Linked DNA regions of Rattus norvegicus: region 1 is linked to region 2. The links are chromatin contacts, called in public Hi-C maps. All regions are on one chromosome and are shown on one strand. The core of a region is the stretch at or near the end of the contact, and the rest is flanking DNA. Distances in the headings are between cores, read along the strand shown.

Region 1 (3,539 bases), core at 855-3,354, 510 kb after region 2:
TTCAGAAGATCCTCCTGTTTCGAAAGTTTGTAGACCTCCTAATGGAGTGGTGGCCCCAAATTCTAGCACAGTGCTCTTTAGCCGATGATGAAGGTGTTAGGTCTTGAATGCTCCTGTTTGCCCATACCGGGTCCCTTGTTTTTAGTTCAGTGAATGACGATTTTCTAAAAATAAAAAAAAAAAATTAGAACAGTATTTTCCATTAAAAAAGATTGTGGGGATTGTAACTATAACTTAGTATTAGGTAAAGCACTTGCTTCCTGTGTATTCAGAAGGCCTTGGGCTTTATCCCCTGAAACAGATATGTATACATGCATGTGTGTATGAGTATACCTGTGTAATGTATGTATGCATGTATGTCCATACCTGTATGTATGTATGCATGTGTATGTATATTTGTATAGGTATTATGTGGGTATGTGCATACCTGTATGTATGTATGTGTTTATGTGTATCCCTGTATGTATGTATGTATATATGTATGTATTATGTGGGTATGTGTATACCTGAATGTATATATGTGTGTGTATATGTGTATACCTGTATATATGTGTATATGCGTATACCTATAAGAATTATGTATGTATGTGTATGTAGGTATATGTATGTATGTATGTCAATACCTGTTTTTATGTATGTGTGTATGTGTATATCTGTATGATGTATGTATGTGGGTATGGGGATACCTGTAAGTATGTATGTATGTATGTATGCATGCATGTATACGTGTGTATGTATGTATGTAGGTATTTTAATACCTATGTTTATGTATGTGGGTACAGGGATACCTGTATGTGTGTATGTGTACTGGTGAAAGATGAATGGACTGAAAACTGGTAGAACTTCTGCTTCTGAACGCTGCCTGATTTTATTTGGTTCTCTCCATCTGCCTTGCCTCCTTTTGACCTTTTCTTTCTGAAATTCTCCTCTTATCAGGGTTAGACTACCTTTTCTGTCTACTTCTCAGATTTTCTTGCAGCCACTGGGAGCCTATCAAAGTTAGCTGATTGAAAAATGGAAGTGAATTACCAAAGACACATATTCCTGGGAAGAAGTAAAGATATGGGACTACATTATATGTATAACAGTAATATTTTAGTCTCAGATGCAAAGGCAAATATTCTCCATGCTTTTAGTATATCTTGTAGTGTTTTCTCTTATTGAGTCCTATTAGAGGAATATACAATTAAAGCTACACACACACACACACACACACACACACACACACACACACACACTGCTTGCCTTAGTACTAAAGGAAGATGAAATCTATCAATTATCTCATGATGTAGAAAATGAATTATTTACTTATGCTTAATAGTGGCTTAAAAGAACTTCTCTTCTGTATTTCTCTCTTTCTAAATTGGTTTATTATGTAGATAGTAACAGCCTACATGGCATAAACTCTCCAAATTTGGAAAGTTCAAGCTAATGGCTTTCACATCCATACCGATTCACCTAAAAAGAATGCAGCAGCTCTCAAATCAAGACAGCTTCACTTCCAAAACAGCCTGTGCACGCCGGTTCACATTGAGTAAAACTTAGGCCATATTAGTTTATCGAGTTCCATAAGTCGATAAACTATTATGGGTTTAGCTCAACTTGCATAGATAAAGAGTACTGCCATTAAAAATGATTAACAGTTCACCTAGATGTGATGGGATATAATTTTATTATATTCTGCTTGGGAGAATTACATCTGCTTGGGAGCAGAGGCAGTTGGGTCTCTGTGAGTTCAAGGCTAGTCTGGTCTACGTAGCTAGTTTCAAGCAAGTGAGAGCTCCATAGTGAGACCGTTTCTCAAAAAGAAAGATAAATAAAATTTAGAGATAAGAGAGTAACATCCTTAAGACTGCTTTGATTATAGATGTTCTAGTGGTCTAGCAGTAGTAAACATTTTAGCACACTGACTGGCACACAGTTTTTAACTGGCATTATAAATTATATCCTGTGTGCTAGCATTATAGATTACCTCACTGAGATATGAAGAAAGTAAAACTATACTTTCGACGCTGGTTGTAGAGTTTGCAGTTGAATTTCTATTAAATTGATATTGAAGTCATTGGTATTTTAAGATCATATCCAGAGCCCTTGTGCAGTACTGTGAGAACCTGGGTAAATTGGTATTGAAGCTATTGATATTTCCCAATGTTACCCGGAATTCCTGTGTCGTGTGTGTGAGGCCCTGAGTTCAATGCCTACAGCTGAGGAGTGGAAAAGGCTAGATTTTCATTTAACATTTACTGTTTCATGTTTGTTTCTTCAAAGCTCCCAATTCTTCCTTAACAGCAAATCCATGGGCGTAAGCACTCGTACTCAAAGGCCAAAATACTTAGTCTTTTATGAAAACACAAGTGACTCAAACTCACGGATTTAAAAATATTTTGGGGCTGATATAATAGGAATGCTTTTAATAATATTTAAAGACACTCCACATTTTTTAAATATTTCGGCCAGCATCTTTTGCTCCAGCCTTTCTTTGACATTACTTCTCCATTCCCAAAAATATTACCCTATGCCACACTCCGTGTGGATGTTAAACATTGCTTTTGTCTTAGCCACAACTTCCAGTGGCTCCGATAACCAGAAATTCCACAACAGCCAGTGAGTGCCCAGGACCTCTCTCCTGCCTTACTTTACTGGGGCTGTAGTCATAGAGTTGACTAGGAAGACAGAAAGGGGGCAGCGGGTAAACAGAGCCCTTGCCCCGAGTGTATTCCTTCTAGCTCCAAGGCTGTCTTTAAGTACCACAGACAGATAATCTCAGCAGCCACGCAAGGAGAGAGCGTCTCAATCACATTTCTGACCGTATCCCTCCTTATGGCTGTGAGAGTTTAATTTTCATTTAAACAACAATAAATACAGGCATAAGGGTTTGAAATGAATTATGTAAGCCCTTTAGCCATAAGCGTTCCATTCTGCCACCGAATGAGCTGCTGTTCTCACTTTGTTTTATGGGCCTCCGAGTAGCCTGTGTTATTATATCTGCCAAATAAAAGCCAGCAAACCATGCAAATGAAAATATAATCTTTTATCTCTCACAGTCGCAGGATGCACCCAGATAGCATTTTTTTTTTTTTGTTAGTTCGGTCCTCTGCGGTGTGGTTTTCTCTGCTCTCAGAAGCCTCTCTTCTCATCAGCATCTATAGAGAGGAAGGCATCTTCATTTATATCCAACAACAGTGTATGTTCTCACCAGAGATGCTGGAGATCACTTATTCTGTTATATTTTGAGCTTGTCTGTCTGGTTCAATAGAGAATACGGACTTTTCCCTTAAATGCAGGAAACAAATAGATGATTTCTTTACAAACTACAACAAATTCTACTTTGGGGTTTTGGGGGTCTGTTTGTTTTAGGTAAAGGTTTTTATTTGCTTGTTGGATTTGTTGTTTTATAAGAAGCAGAGTCTTACTCTATTGGCCAGGAAAGGGCTTTTGTATTGTCCTCCCCTGAGATGACTAGCACTACAGGTGTGGGCCATCATGTATCCCCACACATAACGACTGGATGACTGTGACGAGTTAGCTCTCGGACCCAC
Region 2 (4,014 bases), core at 1,297-3,796:
TGTGTGTGCACGGATGCTGAGGCTGTGTGCACGGATGCTGTGGCTGTGTGTGTGCACGGATGCTGTGGCTGTGTGTGTGCACGGATGCTGTGGCTGTGTGCATGGATGCTGTGACTGTGTGTGTGCATGGATGCTGTGGCTATGTGTGCACAGAGGCTGTGGCTGTGTGCACGGATGCTGTGGCTGTGTGTGCACGGATGCTGTGGCTGTGTGTGCACAGAGGCTGTGGCTGTGTGTGCACGGATGCTGTGGCTGCGTGTGCACAGAGGCTGTGGCTGCGTGTGCACAGAGGCTGTGGCTGTGTGTGCACGGATGCTGTGGCTGTGTATGTGCACGGATGCTGTGGCTGTGTATGTGCACGGATGCTGTGGCTGTGTGTGCATGGATGCTGAGGCTGTGTGTGCACGGATGCTGAGGCTGTGTGTGCACGGATGCTGAGGCTGTGTGTGCACGGATGCTGAGGCTGTGTGCACGGATGCTGTGACTGTGTGTGCACGGATGCTGAGGCTGTGTGTGCACGGATGCTGAGGCTGTGTGCACGGATGCTGTGGCTGTGTGTGTGCACGGATGCTGAGGCTGTGTGCACGGATGCTGTGGCTGTGTGTGTGCACGGATGCTGTGGCTGTGTGCATGGATGCTGTGACTGTGTGTGTGCACGGATGCTGTGGCTATGTGTGCACAGAGGCTGTGGCTGTGTGCACGGATGCTGTGGCTGTGTGCACGGATGCTATGGCTGTGTGTGCACGGATGCTGTGGCTGTGTGTGCACAGAGGCTGTGGCTGTGTGTGCACGGATGCTGTGACTGTGTGCACGGATGCTGTGGCTGTGTATGTGCACGGATGCTGTGGCTGTGTATGTGCACGGATGCTGTGGCTGTGTATGTGCACGGATGCTGTGGCTGTGTATGTGCACGGATGCTGTGGCTGTGTGTGCATGGATGCTGTGGCTGGCTTCCTGTCACAGAGCTCTGTGCTTCTCGGGCCATTCCTTATGTTTTACATTTCAGGTACATGAGCTTTTTATCCATGTTGCAGATTGTAAGTAATGAATTTACAGTTCGATACCCCGTCTGCATACTGATGATAGCCAGTTGGCTTTATTGCTCACAGTATGGACCCTATGAACAAGGTCGTAAGCATAAGCAGACCTAGATCCCTAATGAGACCTACATTGGGTGTTGGAATTTGGAAACTTCCTACCTATAGAAGTTTGCTAAAGGCTTTTCCTTGATGTTGTTTCCTTCCCTCCTTCCAAACATAAGTCTCCTCCTCTGTCAAACTGAAATGAGAATCTGTCTGTCATGGTCTCTGGACAAGGAAAGTCATGCTTCAGACAGCATGTGCAGCATCCAAGGCGTGTCTCTCCCCTCCCCTGCTCTCCGTCTTTGGCCGCAGCAGGATAGTCACTTCCTTTCTGACTTTACCACATTCCCACAGACATGAAGAATGGCGTGTGGTTAACCAACACAAGGTGCAAACCAAATTACGAGGAGGTCAGACATTTAGTTTGCTCCTCATGTGGCAGTGGGGGCAGCCCCATGTGCTGAGTGTCACTGTACCCCTCACCCGCACTTCTCAGGACTCTGTTCATTATGGCCTTTGTCCCCAAGGATCTATCTGTCTTATGTATCTGTGCAGAAGAACTCTGTCGGTTTCACTGATGTCTTTTTGACCATGGGCCTGATAGACTATTTTCTACCCTCTCCCCCACCCTCAAACTGTTCAGAGTTAGAGAGAGCCAGGTTTCAGTCATCAGACAGTTGAATAGACTGTCTCACTGGGGGCCAGATTCCAAGGAGACAGCCCATGGACTCACAGGCCAGGAGAGCCAGGATTTCAACAGTGTCAACAGTCTCTGCTCATCACACCAAAAAAGCCCCTTGTGGAGCTGCCTCATTAGCATACAGCCGCTATGCTAGCTAACAAAGCCAGCTCAGGATCTGTTCCTCCCTCAGTGAGTCTGTCTTCCTTGACCAAAAAGAAACTACTCAAGCAAGGGTGGAGGCTCTCTGGTAGAAGACTGCATTGCAAGAATCACAGGAGACCATTCAGAACCGGCTTTAAAATAATCAAATTTGGGGGAAACAAGATTCTATGTTTTATTTTTCAAATCTTGTTTTTAGATCATCAGTAGACCAAAAAGAAGAAAAAAGAAAAGAAAATCACCATGCCCCAATGTTAAAAATGGTGGACCCCCAAATAGTTCCTAGTCATCCCTTAAAAGCTTTGCTGTGCTACAGTGTGTGAGAGGAGCTCCAGCCGGGCAGGGGCACGGGAGCCCTCCTCATGGGCTGCCTCCCTAGCCCTCCTTTGTTGGGGGTGGAGCAAGGGAAGGAGCAAGGCAGAGCAGATGTGCTGCTAGATCTGCAGGCTTCTGCCAACCATATGGCATCTTAAAGAAAGATGGCTGCAGCGTCTGGATTAGCAAAGAGTCGGAATGGGAAGCCATGTGTCGCGTTGGTACAGGCAGTTGTTTGAGCTCTCTCTAAATGGCTTCAGGAGATTGTGTAATGGAACAAACAGTCCTGGGAGCAGGGGAGCAGCCCTGCCGCTGCTGGAGAGGCGATTGGCCCTGGGGCGGCGGCTGCTTCCCTCCCTGCAGCATTATGTATGCTTTTAATGTTCTTGGAACTCTGAGAATTGACTAGAACTTTTCAACTGTTAATTACATGCCTAGGTTCTCCTGGGCTCTAGGCCCCTGTGAACTCTCCTCTCTGCCCCCAATTTGGTAATTAATTAGCCATGTTGCAGGCCTGCTCTTGTGTGCTGTCCCTCTGTCCTCCACAGGGCTCCAGGCTCAGTCCTACAGTTCTCAGGGCCGGGACAAATGCCTTCTGCAGGAAGCCTGTCTAACTCCCAAGGGCCGGTGTTTCCATCCTGACTCCAGGAGATGCTGTGAAGGTCGCCAGGAGCCCGTGAGAGCAGAGCCTGCCACTAATGGAGATCTCCCTGTCTCTACCAGTGACGTCACTGGGCTGTTGGGCCACACCTGACATCCACTGGCTCACCCAGGAGCTCAGATGCTGTTTTACAGTTCAGAATGAGCATAAGCTGAGCAGTGAGGCCTGGGGCGCAGGCAGCACATGGTCATTGCAAGGCAAGCATTGTGCTCTGTTGCTGAGTGGGGAACTTTGTACAAGCAGCAAAATCTAGAGTGGCCAGAAAAGTTAGGTCTACTCCCTCTAGGGTACATAACTAACTCTGAGGCTCAGATGTGTCAAAAGTTGGCTTAGAAGGTCAAATGGCTAAGGACAGCCAAGGAAGCAGTGGGTTGACCTGAGAGAATCATTAAGCAAAATTTCATTAAACTTTGAGAGCTGAGAGTGACTGGTCAGTTCCTGGTCTTTCTGAGCCCTGTGGGAACAGAGCATACTGAATATTGATGCCTCGCCTGTCTTGTCTGACCCCAGCTGTACAGCCCCTCCCCCAAATAGAAGCAAGGAAAGGAAGCAGCTTGTAGGTTAAAACTGACTGACCATGTGGTTCAGTAAATAAAGCCACTCGCTGTGCAAGCCTGGTGGTCTAGACGAGTTCGATACCCAGAACCCCCATAAAGGTAGAAGGAGAGAAACAACTCCACAGACTTGTTTTCTAAATCTCCACATGTACCACGCATGCATGCAGACACACAGGTGCACACACATACCATACTCATATATATTCATGCACACCACAATAATAAAAACATGAAAAATCAGAGCTGTGTAAAGTATGTGTCTACCACAGCGTCTCTTAGGACGTGAGCTGTGACAGCGCATTCTTCTTTGTCCATTGTACAACACACAACCTCCTGCAGAGAGAAGCATGGGAGCCAGGGCCTCTGTAACTGGGTTGGAGCAGGAGAGAGCCGGGTTAGGGGTGGGGATCATCTGCAAACTGGCGTTGTTTCTGGCTTTGTTCTTGTTAAATGGGGTCATCTGGAAATCCTGTGGTGATTCTTAACTAACTATTGGTATTTTGCGATATACTGTGCTCTTACACATTTGAAACACGCCTGCTTCTCTTTTCTCCAGAG

Evidence for each region. A called contact is a pair of places that touch in the nucleus more often than the background predicts.
Region 1: a Hi-C map of frontal cortex shows a contact between it and region 2, with 1.6 times the contacts expected there. The contact joins two enhancer-like sites. A contact is called at or near these places in 2 of 12 Hi-C or Micro-C datasets (Schwann cells and frontal cortex) and 1 of 1 datasets of contacts at active chromatin or transcription factors (oligodendrocytes).

Annotation. Positions count from the first base shown.
Region 1 is chr13:91,958,962-91,962,500 of GRCr8, forward strand. It overlaps LOC102549740 (a long non-coding RNA gene), which reads right to left. Exons shown (of 2, transcript XR_010057106.1): 2 at 1-164. Among named protein-coding and RNA genes, the nearest start is that of Zbtb18, 13 kb to the right of the region's middle. Within about 2 kb of position 2,105, at least 2 of the 93 cell types and tissues checked have an H3K27ac peak or open chromatin away from gene starts, as enhancers often do.
Region 2 is chr13:91,447,790-91,451,803 of GRCr8, forward strand. All of the region lies in intron 16 of Sdccag8 (SHH signaling and ciliogenesis regulator SDCCAG8), which reads left to right. Among named protein-coding and RNA genes, the nearest start is that of Sdccag8, 160 kb to the left of the region's middle. Within about 2 kb of position 2,547, at least 25 of the 93 cell types and tissues checked have an H3K27ac peak or open chromatin away from gene starts, as enhancers often do.